2 separate regions of the Macaca mulatta genome follow, and region 2 is linked to region 1. Evidence: chromatin contacts called from public Micro-C data. All regions are on one chromosome and are shown on one strand. The core of a region is the stretch at or near the end of the contact, and the rest is flanking DNA. Distances in the headings are between cores, read along the strand shown. Region 1 holds the start of BCL2 (BCL2 apoptosis regulator). Region 2 overlaps BCL2 (BCL2 apoptosis regulator).

Region 1 (7,106 bases), core at 399-2,898:
GCCCTTGATAAACCCCTTCCCTGGCGCGCTGAGTTCTGCATGGCTTGGGCCACAGACTAAGTGTTCAGGTGGGCACGGGCGGGGATGCGCGCGCGTGTGTAGTGCGCGGACACCTAGGAAGCCACTTGAAAGTGAACACCACGCTCGGGGCTTCCCTAGACATTGCTTAAAATGTGCAGAGTCGCCTCTCTTCACGGCAGGGCAGCGCTGAGGTCCCACTGCTCGGGGCGCGGCATTGGCCTGGGTCTTCCCCAGGCGGCCGAGCGCTGGTAACACGGCGTGTGTGTGTGTGTGTAGGCGCGTGTACACACTCTATACACGGCTAGAAAGGGTCCAGGCGACACACACACTCCCACATACACGGCTAGAAAAGGTCCAGGCGACACACACACACACACACACTCCACACACACGGCTAGGAAGGGTCCAGGCAGTTCCCGGCGCTTTTCCAGCCCTTGTTTTCATGGCGCACCCTCCCGCCAGCAGCCCCCCTCCGCGCTCCGTCGCCCGCCCGGCCCGGCCGCGTGCGGTTCCCCGGGAGCCCCCACCCCGTCGTGGACCCCGGCGACCACCGAGTCCGCGCCCCGCCCGCCGCAGGCCTGAGCAGAAGGCCCCGCGCACACCCACCGCGCCGCGGCCGCGCGGGAGGCCTGCGCCGTCCGCGCCACCCACCGGCCGGGCCCCGCGGGCGCAGCTGAGCGGGCGGGTGGCCGGCCTGGGCGCGCCCTCCCCGTCCGCGGCCCCGCGCGCCATGTGCCCCCGGCTGGACGCGCCACTCCCGGGCCGGCCGCGGCGCCTTTAACCCGGGCCAGGGAGCGGGGCGGAGGGGGCGGTCGGGTGGCTCAGAGGAGGGCTCTTTCTTTCTTCTTTTTTTGAATGAACCGTGTGACGTTACGCACAGGAAACCGGTCGGGCTGTGCAGAGAATGAAGTAAGAGGACAGGCACCCCCGCCCCGCGCCCGCCCCCTTCCTCCCGCGCCCGCCCCTCCGCGCCGTCCGCCCGCCCGCCGCGCTCCCGCCCGCCGCTCTCCGTGGCCCCGCCGCGCTGCCGCCGCCGCCGCTGCCAGCGAAGGTGCAGGGGCGCCGGGCCCTCCCCGCCCGCGGCCGTCAGCGCTCGGAGCGGGCTGCGCGGCGGGAGCTCCGGGAGGCGGCCGCCGCCAGCGCCGCCGCGCAGGAGCAGGAGGAGGAGAAAGGGTGCGCAGCCCGGAGGCGGGGTGCGCCGGTGGGGTGCAGCGGAAGAGGGGGTCCAGGGGGGAGAACTTCGTAGCAGTCATCCTTTTTAGGAAAAGAGGGAAAAAATAAAACCCTCCCCCACCACCTCCTTCTCCCCACCCCTCGCAGCACCACACACAGCGCGGGCTTCTAGCGCTCGGCACCGGCGGGCCAGGCGAGTCCTGCCTTCATTTATCCAGCAGCTTTTCGGAAAACGCATTTGCTGTTCGGAGTTTAATCAGAAGAGGATTCCTGCCCCCGTTCTCGGCTCCTTCAGCGTTCCCCCTCCCCTGTCTCTCTCCTGGGGAGGCGTGAAGCGGTCCCGTGGATAGAGATTCATGCCTGTGCCCGCGCGTGTGTGCGCGCGTGTAAATTGCCGAGAAGGGGAAAACATCACAGGACTTCTGCGAATACTGGACTGAAAATTGTAATTCATCTGCCGCCGCCGCTGCCTTTTTTTCTCGAGCTCTTGAGATCTCCGGTTGGGATTCCTGTGGATTGACATTTCTGTGAAGCAGAAGTCTGGGAATCGATCTGGAAATCCTCCTAATTTTTACTCCCTCTCCCCCTCGACTCCTGATTCATTGGGAAGTTTCAAAGCAGCTATAACCGAAGAGTGCTGAGGATTGATGGGATCGTTGCCTTATGCATTTGTTTTGGTTTTACAAAAAAGGAAACTTGACAGAGGATCATGCTGTTCTTAAAAAATACAAGTAAGTTCTCTGCACAGGAAATTGGTTTAATGTAACTTTCAATGGAAACATTTGAGATTTTTTACTTAGCGTGCATTCGAGTAAATTTAATTTCCAGGCAGTTTAATACATTCTTTTTAGCCGTGTTACTTGTAGTGTGTATGCCCTGCTTTCACTCTGTGTATACAGGGAAATGCACCTGATTTTTTACTTATTAGTTTGTTTTTTCTTTAACCTTTCAGCATCACGGAGGAAGTAGACTGATATTAACAATACTTACTAATAATAACGTGCCTCATGAAATAAAGACCCGAAAGGAATTGAAATAAAAATTTCCTGCATCTCATGCCAAGGGGGAAACACCAGAATCAAGTGTTCCGCGTGACTGAAGACACCCCCTCGTCCAAGAATGCAAAGCACAGCCAATAAAATAGCTGGATTATAACTCCTCTTCTTTCTTTGGGGGCCGTGGGGTGGGAGCTGGGGCGAGAGGTGCCGTTGGCCCCTGCTGCATTTCCTCTGGGAAGGATGGCGCACGCTGGGAGAACAGGGTACGATAACCGGGAGATAGTGATGAAGTACATCCACTATAAGCTGTCGCAGAGGGGCTACGAGTGGGATGCGGGGGATGTGGGCGCGGCGACCCCTGGGGCCGCCCCCGCACCGGGCATCTTCTCCTCCCAGCCCGGGCACACGCCCCATCCCGCCGCGTCCCGGGACCCGGTCGCCAGGACCTCGCCGCTGCCGACCCCGGCTGCCCCCGCCGCCGCCGCCGCCGCGGGGCCTGCGCTCAGCCCGGTGCCACCTGTGGTCCACCTGACCCTCCGCCAGGCCGGTGACGACTTCTCCCGCCGCTACCGCCGCGACTTCGCCGAGATGTCCAGCCAGCTGCACCTGACGCCCTTCACCGCGCGGGGACGCTTTGCCACGGTGGTGGAGGAGCTCTTCAGGGACGGGGTGAACTGGGGGAGGATCGTGGCCTTCTTTGAGTTCGGTGGGGTCATGTGTGTGGAGAGCGTCAACCGGGAGATGTCGCCCCTGGTGGACAACATCGCCCTGTGGATGACTGAGTACCTGAACCGGCACCTGCACACCTGGATCCAGGATAACGGAGGCTGGGTAGGTGCACTTGGTGATGTGAGTCTGGGCTGGGGCCACAGGTTCGAGGTGCGGGGGTTGGAGTGCGGGTGGGCTCCTGGGGCAAGGGGAGGCTGTGGAGCCGGCGAAATAAAATCAGGGTTGTTGCTTCCCGGCGTCATTACCTCTTCCTCTGGATAAAGCGTTCCCTCCCCACCTGACCGATAACGCCTGCCATCTAAGTCTTTAACTTGCTTGCTAGTCGTGGAGATCCAAAGAGCCAGCGTTTGTAATCCAGTGGGATGTGGTGGTAAATGGTACCCCCTTCGGTGTTTCTCAAGCTGGAGGTCCAGGAGTCCCCAGGACCACCGTTTCCTGGCTTGAGCAGCTTGTTGGAACCAGAGGGAGGTTTCAGGGACTGCTTTTGAACCAGATGCCAGGTTGGGTCTTGACAGTCTGCATCCCAAACAAGCTCCTCTGAAACAAGCCCCTTGTACACTAAAATTTGAGAACAACCTAATTCGAAGAATAGACTCCACAGAAAACCAAGGGCATCATCACTCGGTAAAATTTTCTGAAAGAGGAAAACCAATGTAAGTCTTTTTCCCTGGAAAACTTAGTTGTGTTTGTAAAGAGCTAAGTTGACATTCCAAAGTCCTTGGACTGGAATCTCCAGTGTGTGCCATATTCCCAGTGGGCGTGATGAGGTGTCTTGAGGAGTATTAGGCTATGGCTTTGCTACCGTCAGTGACAGAATTTGCATCGGCTGCATTCTTTGTGTTCTATAATTTGTGTATGATTTACCAATTTGCTAGAATGCTAGAATCTTTTGTATTTCACAACCTAGAATCGACCTACTTTGGTGATCTCCTGAAAAAATTTGCATGTAGGTATCTATGTAAAATGTAGAAGAATTGATTCTTAGCTGTGGATTCTCCTGCCTTGACTTTAGTTGAAGTGATTGATACCTGTGGCTTTGAAGAACATTTGTGAGATGATCTTTTTCTGGTACTGTGCTAGACAGAGCTTTCGTCATTATACCATACAATTGGACTTTTCTGAGATTCTTTGCGGGGGGTGGTGGTGCAGCTCCTAAGAGTCAAGGATTGTAATGGAGATCTATATCTCATATCTAAAATGATGAATTTATGAAAAAGTATTCTTGTCTGAAGTTTTTTTTTTTGTTTGTTTTACACTTTTTGTTTTAATCTGAAGAGTTATCTTTGAAAAACAGGATGCAATTCAGTGCTTCCTCTTATAGCCTCTTGGGAGAATTACTAATGTCATTATTTTATAGGACATAACAGGAGCAAAAAGCCTAGAAATGACTGCAAGTGGATTAGATGTCAAGAAGCACACTACATGTTTTTATTACATTTTACAAAGTGTGCTCATATTAAGAGGCCAAATAGAGAAAAGGCCAAGAAAAGTAGATGATTGATGTGAACATCTGATCTTATTTGACCAAAGTTGACAAAATATTGATGCCACTGTTCGGTGTTTAAAAGTAAGATTAATTAAAATACCCCAATTTAAATTTCTAAAATTTAAATTTCTAAAATTTAAATGCTCTTCTCGAATTGTTTGTTGAGATCTCACATTATCAGATGTGAAAAGAATGTTTTTGTTAAATATTTGGTTAAGTAGGTGGTTTGATTTTTAATCACTATAACCAAAAGGGCTGGGACTTCCAGACTCCAAAAGGATCCTTTTAAACCAAAGTAAAACTGATTTAATAGTTTTGCTATTTCACATTTTTATGAAAAATTCACATTTAAAAATTTTCTTTCTAGTTGAAATAAATCCAACGTGGTAACTGGTATCTGTCTATCAAGTAAGTTAATAAAAACGTGGGAAACAGAGACACATGTTTATGATAGAAATTAAGATACAACCTTGATACTTGTTGCTGAATTTCAGTGTGTTACCATCTCATGTAACTGAAGTTTCTTTTTAAGTAAAGGCTCACTTTTTTCTTTTTTTGAAACAGAGTTTTCGTAGTAGACCTATCTTTGTGGTCAACAGGTATCTGAGGTTGATAAATGTAGAGGCTACATTTTATGATGCCAGACCACAAGGACACACCATAGAACATGATAAAAAATTTTTGACAAAACTGCTTCTAGTAAAAATAAATCATGTAGAAGCACAGATGGTTGATGGTAAAATATGTAATAGCTTTCAGAACAATGCATAGATGGTGACTATATAGGAAAACAACGGAATTTAGAGAAAAAAATACATATATGCCAGGAAATGCACTCATAGGACACTTTGGAATAAAAGTGGTAGTGTTTGAGAATGATAAATGATTGGCCTATCATTTCAAATGTGCATTATTAATCTAAAAGTCATTTAAGGCATTTGGCATACAGACAGATTTTCTTCAAATTTACGCCAATTGGGGTTACATCTCTAATAATATGTTGTATTTTATAGTGTAAAGTAGTCTTAATGGTAAAGCTTCAGAAGAGAGCTAGCATATTTTCTTGACATGTGACAATAATCTGCAGTGTCCCCAAGGCTCAGTGGATCAGCCCATCTCCCGAATACTACACTGAATACTCCTGGCTTTAGACTTCAAGTCATTTCTTTTGCTTTGCCGCTGCTCCTAGAAGATCAGAACCTTGTGAGGCTGAGGCAATCTGTTTGACTTTTGTGTTCCGTAACATGGAGAAATCAGGTCCTTGGAACGATCAGCCTCTGACAGATTGTCCCAGAAGACTACAAATTAAATAAAGACTAAAGAAGTAATTGGCTGTAGAGTGGAGTGTGACTTTATTCCTAAGTCTGAATAAGGCATTATGTGGCATCCAGAGAGAGGCAGGACAGAGGAAGCAGTGAGAGAGCAGCAATTCTAGAAAACGTGGATACCTTGCTGCTCAGTGTGGCTTATAGACAGTAGCACATGCATCCCCGGGAGCTTCTTAGAGATGCAAAAGCTCAGCTCCCACCCCAGAGCTACTGAGTCAGAATATGTGGTTTGTGTGCACATTAAAGTTAGCGATGCTGGCTACCATCCTTGGTTCCTGGTGGCATCTTTTAGGAAGAGTTGCTACCTGAGATGGATTCTGCATTGTCCCCTTCCAGTGGCCTTAAAGATCTACAGTGTTACTTGGAATACTGAATATTTCCCAGATGTCCCCTATTGTGATCTGACTTTAGGAAGACATAAACTGGGATGAAGGAGAGATAGCAAGCAGGTAGATTAACTATAAGCCCAGTCTTCTCATGAATATTTTTCATAGTAGTTATACAATTTATATTGGCATCACTGGTCCCATTAAAAAGTAAGATAGCTTTTCTTCTTCAATTAAAGGCAAGAGAATTAGCTCTTTTAATAGCTGTTAGTTATTATGTTATCCCCTCATAACACAGTTTAAATTCTGTAAATGACTTTACTGACCTTGCAACTTCTTTAAGACAAAGAGACTCTTGCAGGCAAGGGGTTGAGTTTTGGGTAAATGATGGTGAGTGGCCCTCTAAACTGAGAACTGTGGTGACGTTCGGCTTCGTGTCTTAGGAGTGAGATATGGACTACCAGAAGAATGAGATGATCCGGACAAGAGATTGTGGGAGATTCGCTTTATTCTATAGACGAGATGGTAATCCGACTTATTTTTTGGTGTTGGTGGTTTAGGAAGATAGGAACTTCTCCACAACTGGTAGAGTTCAGCTGCCTTTTGATTAGTCAGCAAGCAGTTTTTCCTTTCTCAATGCAGTCTACATCCAGCAAAACATTTGATTAACTGGGAAGCAATACCATTCTCATGCCAGTGTACAAATTACACGAAAGAGCATCATTTTTCTAGTGTCTGAGGATTGGCTGCTTATGGCCAATTTTGGCAGCAAAACGATAGGATTAAAAATAGCTTGAAGATGATCTAGTCTTAAATAATATATTTCATGATGAACTTTCCTGGGAAAGTGCATCTTTCTGCCTGCAAGAATCACATGACCCTTTCAATAATTTATTTAGTAGAAAAAAACACATTGTTTCTCGTAGAGTTTTCAGTCATGTGCTGTGGTGTGATTATTTCTGGACCTTCATAAAATTTTATAGTTAACTGAGTTCTCTTTTCTGTTTTAGGGCCTCTGTTGCTATTTAATGTCCATTGAAAACAT
Region 2 (6,745 bases), core at 3,910-6,409, 170 kb after region 1:
ATGTCTGGTCCTGTTTTCGGGGCTGACAGGCCCGGAACGCTTCTCCGGGACTCAGTGTCCTTGATTTTAAAATAAGGGACTTTGACCATATTCCTTCAGTTTCTTGCCTTCTGGTTTTTTAGACAGAGGCTCAGCCCGGAAGCCTAACCCCAAATGCATACTTAATTCCTCGGGAAAACAAAATATTTGTCAGACCCACAATTAACTTAATTGTTTATTTGTGCAAAGGCTTTCTTGTTTAGGACTTGCTGTTGAAATTTGAAAGAGGGTGGCCCCAGATTCATGTTCACATGAGTAGCTGTGGTGGCTACTCACCAGCCAGCTCCTGGGAGAAACAAATGGAGAAGACAGTGAGGGAAGAAAATGGAGGGCAAATTCTCCAAGGTTTACTCCTCCACCAGAGAGACGCCTCCTGGGCAAGCGCTTCTACCTGGATCCCTGGTTGCCCAGGAAATTGGGGAATGAGGGCTTTGGGTGTGGAGTCCCCTTGGCCGTTATGAAGTCCATGGGGATGCAGTTACTGAGCAGAGTAAGAGGCAACCCTCCCCTCTCCACCACGTCTAGACTTGGGAGGAGACTCCTTGGCTTCGGAAAGAAGCTTCTGTTTCTGTTTACGTAAACATCAGGTGGACGGGGGAGGTGGACGCCAGCCTGGGCCGTTCTTGCAGTGCTCAGATGAGGGCGAGATTGGAGGGGGCCAGTACGAGTGTTGGGCATTTGGGTAGCACCTCACAATAATCTGTGGCAGTGGTTCTCCATGGGGACAACTTTGCCTTCCAGGGGATATTTGGCTCGGTCTGGAGACATTTCTGGTTGTCACACTAGACAAGGGTTTCCGCTGGCATGTCGTGGGCAGAGTCCAGAGAAGCTGCTAAACATCCTCGAGTGCACAGGGCAGCCCGTCCTCCCCACAACAAAGAATTACCTGACCCAGAATGTGATCTAAGTTCTAAAGCCTACTAATAGTTGGTAAGTTGAAAGCACTAGATTGACACAAACGGGGAAAGTTATTTGCAGTTTATTTTCCTAAGGGACAATGGGCTGCCACTCCCTTCCACGCTATTGCTGGGTAAGACTCTGTGTTGGCTCTTGCTTTCTTCTCCTCTTTGAACCCCCCCACCCCTCCGCCACCCTGTCTGATGCCCTCCAAGCCTTTTTTTTTTTTTTTTTTCCTGCTTCTCAGCAAGCCTCATGAATATTAACTGGGACACTCAGGGCTAAAATGGTCTCTGGTCTTACTTGAGAAATGCCCTCAAGCAAGAAAAAGAACAAGAGTCCCAAGAACACCAAGTGCCCCTCACCTTGGTCACGCCAATGGTCCACACTGGCCTGGGGAATGGGGGGAGGGTCCTGGGAGAGGGAGGATGCACCTCTGACCTCCAAGGAGAACGTGAGTGAGGGCCCCAGGAAGGGAGAGGGTGTGACAAGCACTCTGGAGAAAGAAAGGAGGAGAGGGTTCAAGGTGACCCTGAGCTCGGGGCAAGATCTACAGGGCCTGCAATTGGCAGAGTGCCTGGCATCTGGCCAAGCAGCCCTCCCTCTCTCTTCCCCACTCCACCACCTGCTCCTTCCTGGTGGCTGCATTGCCGGTTCCTCCCAGCCTCTTCTCACCTGCTGGCTCTAACGTCCATCTCAGCCCAACAACCCTGCTCTTCCCTCCCATGTCAACAGGGGGAAGCAGAGAGCAGCAGAGCGGCCTAAAGGCAGCAACCCCAGGCTTCACTACGCCTCCCCTGCACTCCTGGGCCCCTGTGGCCTCCATCCCAGCAGCTGGACCCTCTGAGACCCTCCTTCTTCCACCAAGCTCACCTGCCACTAAGGGCCCTCCCCACTCAATGCACAGCACATTCCACGCCCACCCGACATCAATCACGTCCTGTCTCATGACTCATCCGATACTGTTGACTTGCTGTACAGTTTCTCACCTTTGCAAATGAGGATTTGTCGCCTCCTCAAGTTGACTGTCCCTGGAGGCCAGGAGATCTGCTGTGGCCCTGCTGTCCTGAGCCTTTCTCAGAGTCTCATGTTCAGCTCAGTTCTGCTGATTGGGGACAAAGGACACTGCTATTTGCCCCCTCTGCCCACTCTGTGCCGACCTCCGCCGGACATTTGGCATCATGAACCCATGTCATTCTCACCCCAGCCTGTGTGGTTGATGCTGTAGCGTCCTCTTATTTTTACAGATGAATAAATAGAGGCTCAGAGACGTTAGGTATCTTGGGCAAGGTGAAGCTGTGAAGACTTGAGAACATAACTGAACGTTCTAGGCTCCTTACCCCACACGGTGTTGCCATCCCAGTCCCAGAAGGTCCTGAGGTTCTTTTGAGATGTGTAATGAATCCATCTTCCTTGAGCATGACACAATCTTTATGGACCTGTTTAAATAGTTTTAATTTCCATGTGTTTATTCATTCATTCTGCAAACATGCACAGAGCTTTTACGAGGTGCCAGGCACTATCAGAACCTGGGAAAACCGAGATGAAGAAAATGTAGCCAATGCCCCAAAGGAGGAGAGAGACACGTGGCAGTGAGTTCACTGGTGAGCCTTGAGGGGGCAGAATAAGAAAAGGGCGTGATGGGGAGGTGGGGGCTTGGTCAAGAAAGGCTTCACAGAGGAGGTGGTATTTGAGCTGAGTGTGGAGAGGTGTGCAAGAGGCAGAGTGGCATCCCAGCCTGAGGATGCATGTGAGCCGGGATCTGTAGAGGAACGAGGCTGTAGCTGATGCTGCCAGTAATCACATGGAGTTCAAGGCAAGCGGTGGGTGTGGGGAGAGGGGAGGCTGGAGGTGTGAGTTATCCTGTGGATAACAGGAGCCACTCAGGGCATTTGGATAAGAGAGAGGGATACAACTGCTTTGTGGGTCTAGCAGACCCCCTGGGAATACTCCAGAGGGAAGCCGAATGGGGCAAGATGAGGGAAGATCAGTTCGGAGCTCCTTGCCACTGTCTAGGTAAGCCATGCAGTGGGGTGAACAGAAGTGGTTTCAGTAAGATCGGAAAGAGGAGACATCCTAGGAGACTTATGTAAGGTGGGGATGACAGTGATGGTGTGTCCATAGGAAGAGAAGAGGAAGGAGCTGAGGATCACCCCAGTTTTTCTGCTAGGATGTAGGCTGAGGGCTGTCAAGGGGGCTGATTGGACCCTTAGAGGCAGATTTTGGGAAGGAGTAATCAGTTCCCTTTGTGCTGTGTTGAGTTTGATGTACCTGATGGCTATGCAGATCTATTTGGTTGCAAACTAGGGTTTGAGGCTCGAACGAGATTCAAGAGTCATCAGCCTAAAGGCTCCACAATAGGGTTGTAGCTTAACCTATTAAGCTTAACCTAGAAAGGTCTGTACTATTAAGACTTCATGAATGTCCCAAAATCCACATTCAGGCCTGCCCTTCCCAGAGTCATCATTGTCTTCTAGAAACCTACTTTGTCCTGTCTCAGCTGCCCCCCTCTGGACCCAGCATTGGCTTTTTGGAGTAGCCAGGTCTGTGTAGAGAATTCTGGATGGAGCATTCCAGGTGGGGACCTCATGGCTTAGTACAAGGTCTGATGTGCTTGCTGTTGGGTAGGAAATCCTGCCTTGATGAGTCTCAGGATTTGGCTGGCCACTCTGCCCTGGTGATTTCAAGAAATCCCTTCTGCTAACTCCAGAACTCTACTTCCAGGCCCATAGCTAATAGTATACAGGTATTGAGTTTCGTTTGAATTTTTTTTCTTTAAGAACTTACCTTGACTAATAATGTTAGAAAATAAGATCCTAAAATTAAAAATTATAGACTCTGCAAAAAGGGCTTTACTGGCTTCAAAGGTTTCACACAACTCTTTTTCATATATGCATTTCCTGTAAGCTCCTTGTAAATAAAGAAGGTACCTAGGAAAGGAAAATTGCCATCTCTGACAGTTCAGTGAAAAACTGAGAGAGGAATGAGAGGGAGTCATGACTGCATCTTAGCCCCTTTGCTGCCAGGCACTTCACAGAAGTCATTTCATCCTCCTGACCACTCTACAACTACAGCCTTTTATTTTCTCTGTTTTATGAATTCATAAATTTAGGCTCAGAGAAGTTAAAGAACTCATCCAACATGAGTTAGATTTAAGCATTGCAGAGAAGGAGAGGAGAACCGATAACTCGTTCAACTCACTGACGAAGCTAGTAATTTGCAGAGTTATGGTTCAAGCACAGATCTGTCTGATTCTAATGTTTGTGCTCTTTCCTCTCCAATGCTACTAGCATGGGTGAGATGTGAGCATTCTGGAGAGGGTGAAAAGTGAGAGGCAGAGGCAAAGGCTGAGTCAAATAGTTTTCTCAGATGAGAGAGACTGGGCAGGCAGTGGATATTCATGCAAGCAAGCTGGAGGCTGTCAGAAATCTGAGCTGAGGTTATGTGGATATACTTGCGTCTTGTCGTCTCTGCTGAAGGACCCATTATCAAATAGGTGGAAAATACAAAAATTGAAGATATGGTGAAGCATTATCACCTGATCAACCCGGCATCCTGCTATCATAGGTGGTGTACAATTTCACCCAACCCAAGTCATCATGTCTTCCAGGAGAAAAGGAGGCTCTAGTAGGCACTGAGGACAAGCACATGTGCTTGTTTTGCCTCCTGGGAATACTTGGTTGGCCCTTTATTTTTTAGTTGCAAGAAGATTTAGGAGTAGCACTCGGTATGTATGTTGATTGTTTGGCTTTGTACACAAATGTTAGAAAATTAAAGAATAGATTTGGTCATTGTCATGTCTGTTTGCCCTCACCAGACTTGACTTAGGTATGGTTCTTTAAAGTCTCAGGCATTTTAGAATAACTTTGGGGAAGGTATTTACAAATTAATTTTTAAAAAACTCTTTCATTTTAGAATTTTCTTAAAAGAGATATGTTTTTAAAATTTCAAATACCTAGAATTGGGCAAACGAGGTGTTGCCAAGTAGAGGCTCTGCTGAGCAAATAATGACCACATCAAAACACCAGCCCCAAGGAAGCAGGCTCTGATTCTGCTCCCAGAGCAGCACATTGGTGTGGTGTCAAATGCATGTTTCTAAAGAACTCAAACATTGTTTTCTCTTAGTTAGATAAACAAACTCCTTGATGTCTATTTATGACTAGTTGTTAGTGAGTCTCTTGGAAGTCATACAAAGCAGTAAGAACAAGATGTTTGCAGGTTGGCTTTGAGTAAAGACCCTCTGTTTTGATCAGGGTCTTGGATCCCCGACTCAATCCCCTACTTGAAGTTCTGAGAGTATTTCTCTGATTGTCATCCAAAACTGTCCTGCCAACTGCTGTAGATTAAATAGGTAGGGAGCAGCTACTAAGTTTCCTTCTTCCCTCCAGCAAAGGAGGCTGGCCATGAGATTTAGCCAATGAGCCCATTTAACTCTCTGTTTTCTAGCTCATTTATCCAAGGGTTCAGTGCACCACTGGAAACCTTCATATAACAGAAAGCCAGTGTTTGGGGGGCATTTGGTTTCAACTTGCTTGTGTTTGAACATTTATATTTATAATAATACTAATCTCTAAGGGACTCACATCACATTAAGAGCTTTATCTTAGGCTGCCAAGGAAACTAGCATGTACCCACATGACTGAGAACTATGAGAAATTGGGTTGGGCCTACAGAAAATTAATAAGCTCTGATTTTCATTTCAAGTATCTTTTCCATGAGATTGTGTTTTGAAACCCACAAAGTCAGGCCAAGCCATTAGCATTCCCTATGCATACCTTTATCCTCCCCCTCTAGCCTGTGCTGTTCCCTCCCCTCGCCCCCAGGCCCTCATCTGTGATGAGGGACTTGCCAGAGTGAACTCTCCCTTGTCTGAACCCTCTGAACCATCATGGCCACCCCTTCTGCCACCAGGACATTCTTGCTTGTATTGCTTGCTCCTGACCTCATAGAGGAGAGGAATAGTTGCATTTTTCTCTGAATCCACCCCAGGGTTTTGATCATGCCAGTCATGTTACAGATGCCCAGTAATTTCTGCTGGGTTAGATGTTAGTCAGTTGCAGGGTAGATTGGTGTTGGGGGAGGTAGCCTGGCAATAGGCAAAAAAGCAGCTTAGGGTCACCGCAGTCAGTGTGGAGAAGGGAATTTTGGGGGGAAATCTGGACAGATAAATTTGACCAATCTATGAGGCCAATTTATAGAAAAAAAACACAAGGAGGGGAAAATTTGTTTTAGTAATTAGAGAGATTAAAGAGAAGCAGGGAATGCCCCTGATTGCATTATAGAAGAGGAGACCAAGATGACTTCAGAAGTCATTTGTTGAAGGTACACAGAGAGCTCAGTGTGAAGAGTCCCATTTTCCTTCTCAGTGGAGGCACGGTTTAGTAACCTTTGAAGAGTGTTGCCTGTCATGCTAGAAAAATATGACAGGACTAGCCCAGTGGAGGTTGGAGACCCAATACCCCCTCTCACCCCCAAACCTGATAACTCATTCTTAAGCGTCAGATCTTATGTTACAGTCCAATATTTCTGGACATTTTTCTGCCAGAAGGTCTCCAGAATATGTTAGCTAAGCTTCAGCTTTAGAGGAATTCATATTTAAATCGACTTCTTTTTTCCTACGTGGAGACTGCTGGAATATCAGACTAAAACAGCTCACGGGAAGGCTGAGCAGAGTCTAATTCTAGAACTTGTGGCAGGCTCGTGGGACACAGGAAATACATAGAGGTGATGGTTTCACAGAGGAAGGGGAATGTCACTCCAGAGAAAACTGGAGGGAGCCAAGAAAATGTGGAGAGAAAGTGGGGAATGG

The links. Hi-C and Micro-C count contacts between places; a contact is called where the count stands out from the background.
Region 2: a Micro-C map of CD4 T cells shows a contact between it and region 1, with 8 times the contacts expected there. The contact joins the enhancer-like site here to the promoter of BCL2 in region 1. A contact is called at or near these places in 2 of 14 Hi-C or Micro-C datasets (CD4 T cells and fibroblasts).

The regions. Positions count from the first base shown.
Region 1 is chr18:17,570,506-17,577,611 of T2T-MMU8v2.0, forward strand. BCL2 (BCL2 apoptosis regulator) reads left to right here and starts at 1,649. Exons shown (of 3, transcript XM_028838050.2): 1 at 1,649-1,925; 2 at 2,147-3,023. The coding sequence starts at 2,433.
Region 2 is chr18:17,737,097-17,743,841 of T2T-MMU8v2.0, forward strand. All of the region lies in intron 2 of BCL2 (BCL2 apoptosis regulator), which reads left to right. Among named protein-coding and RNA genes, the nearest start is that of BCL2, 170 kb to the left of the region's middle. Within about 2 kb of position 5,160, at least 5 of the 40 cell types and tissues checked have an H3K27ac peak or open chromatin away from gene starts, as enhancers often do. A contact at or near this core is called in CD4 T cells, where this site is marked.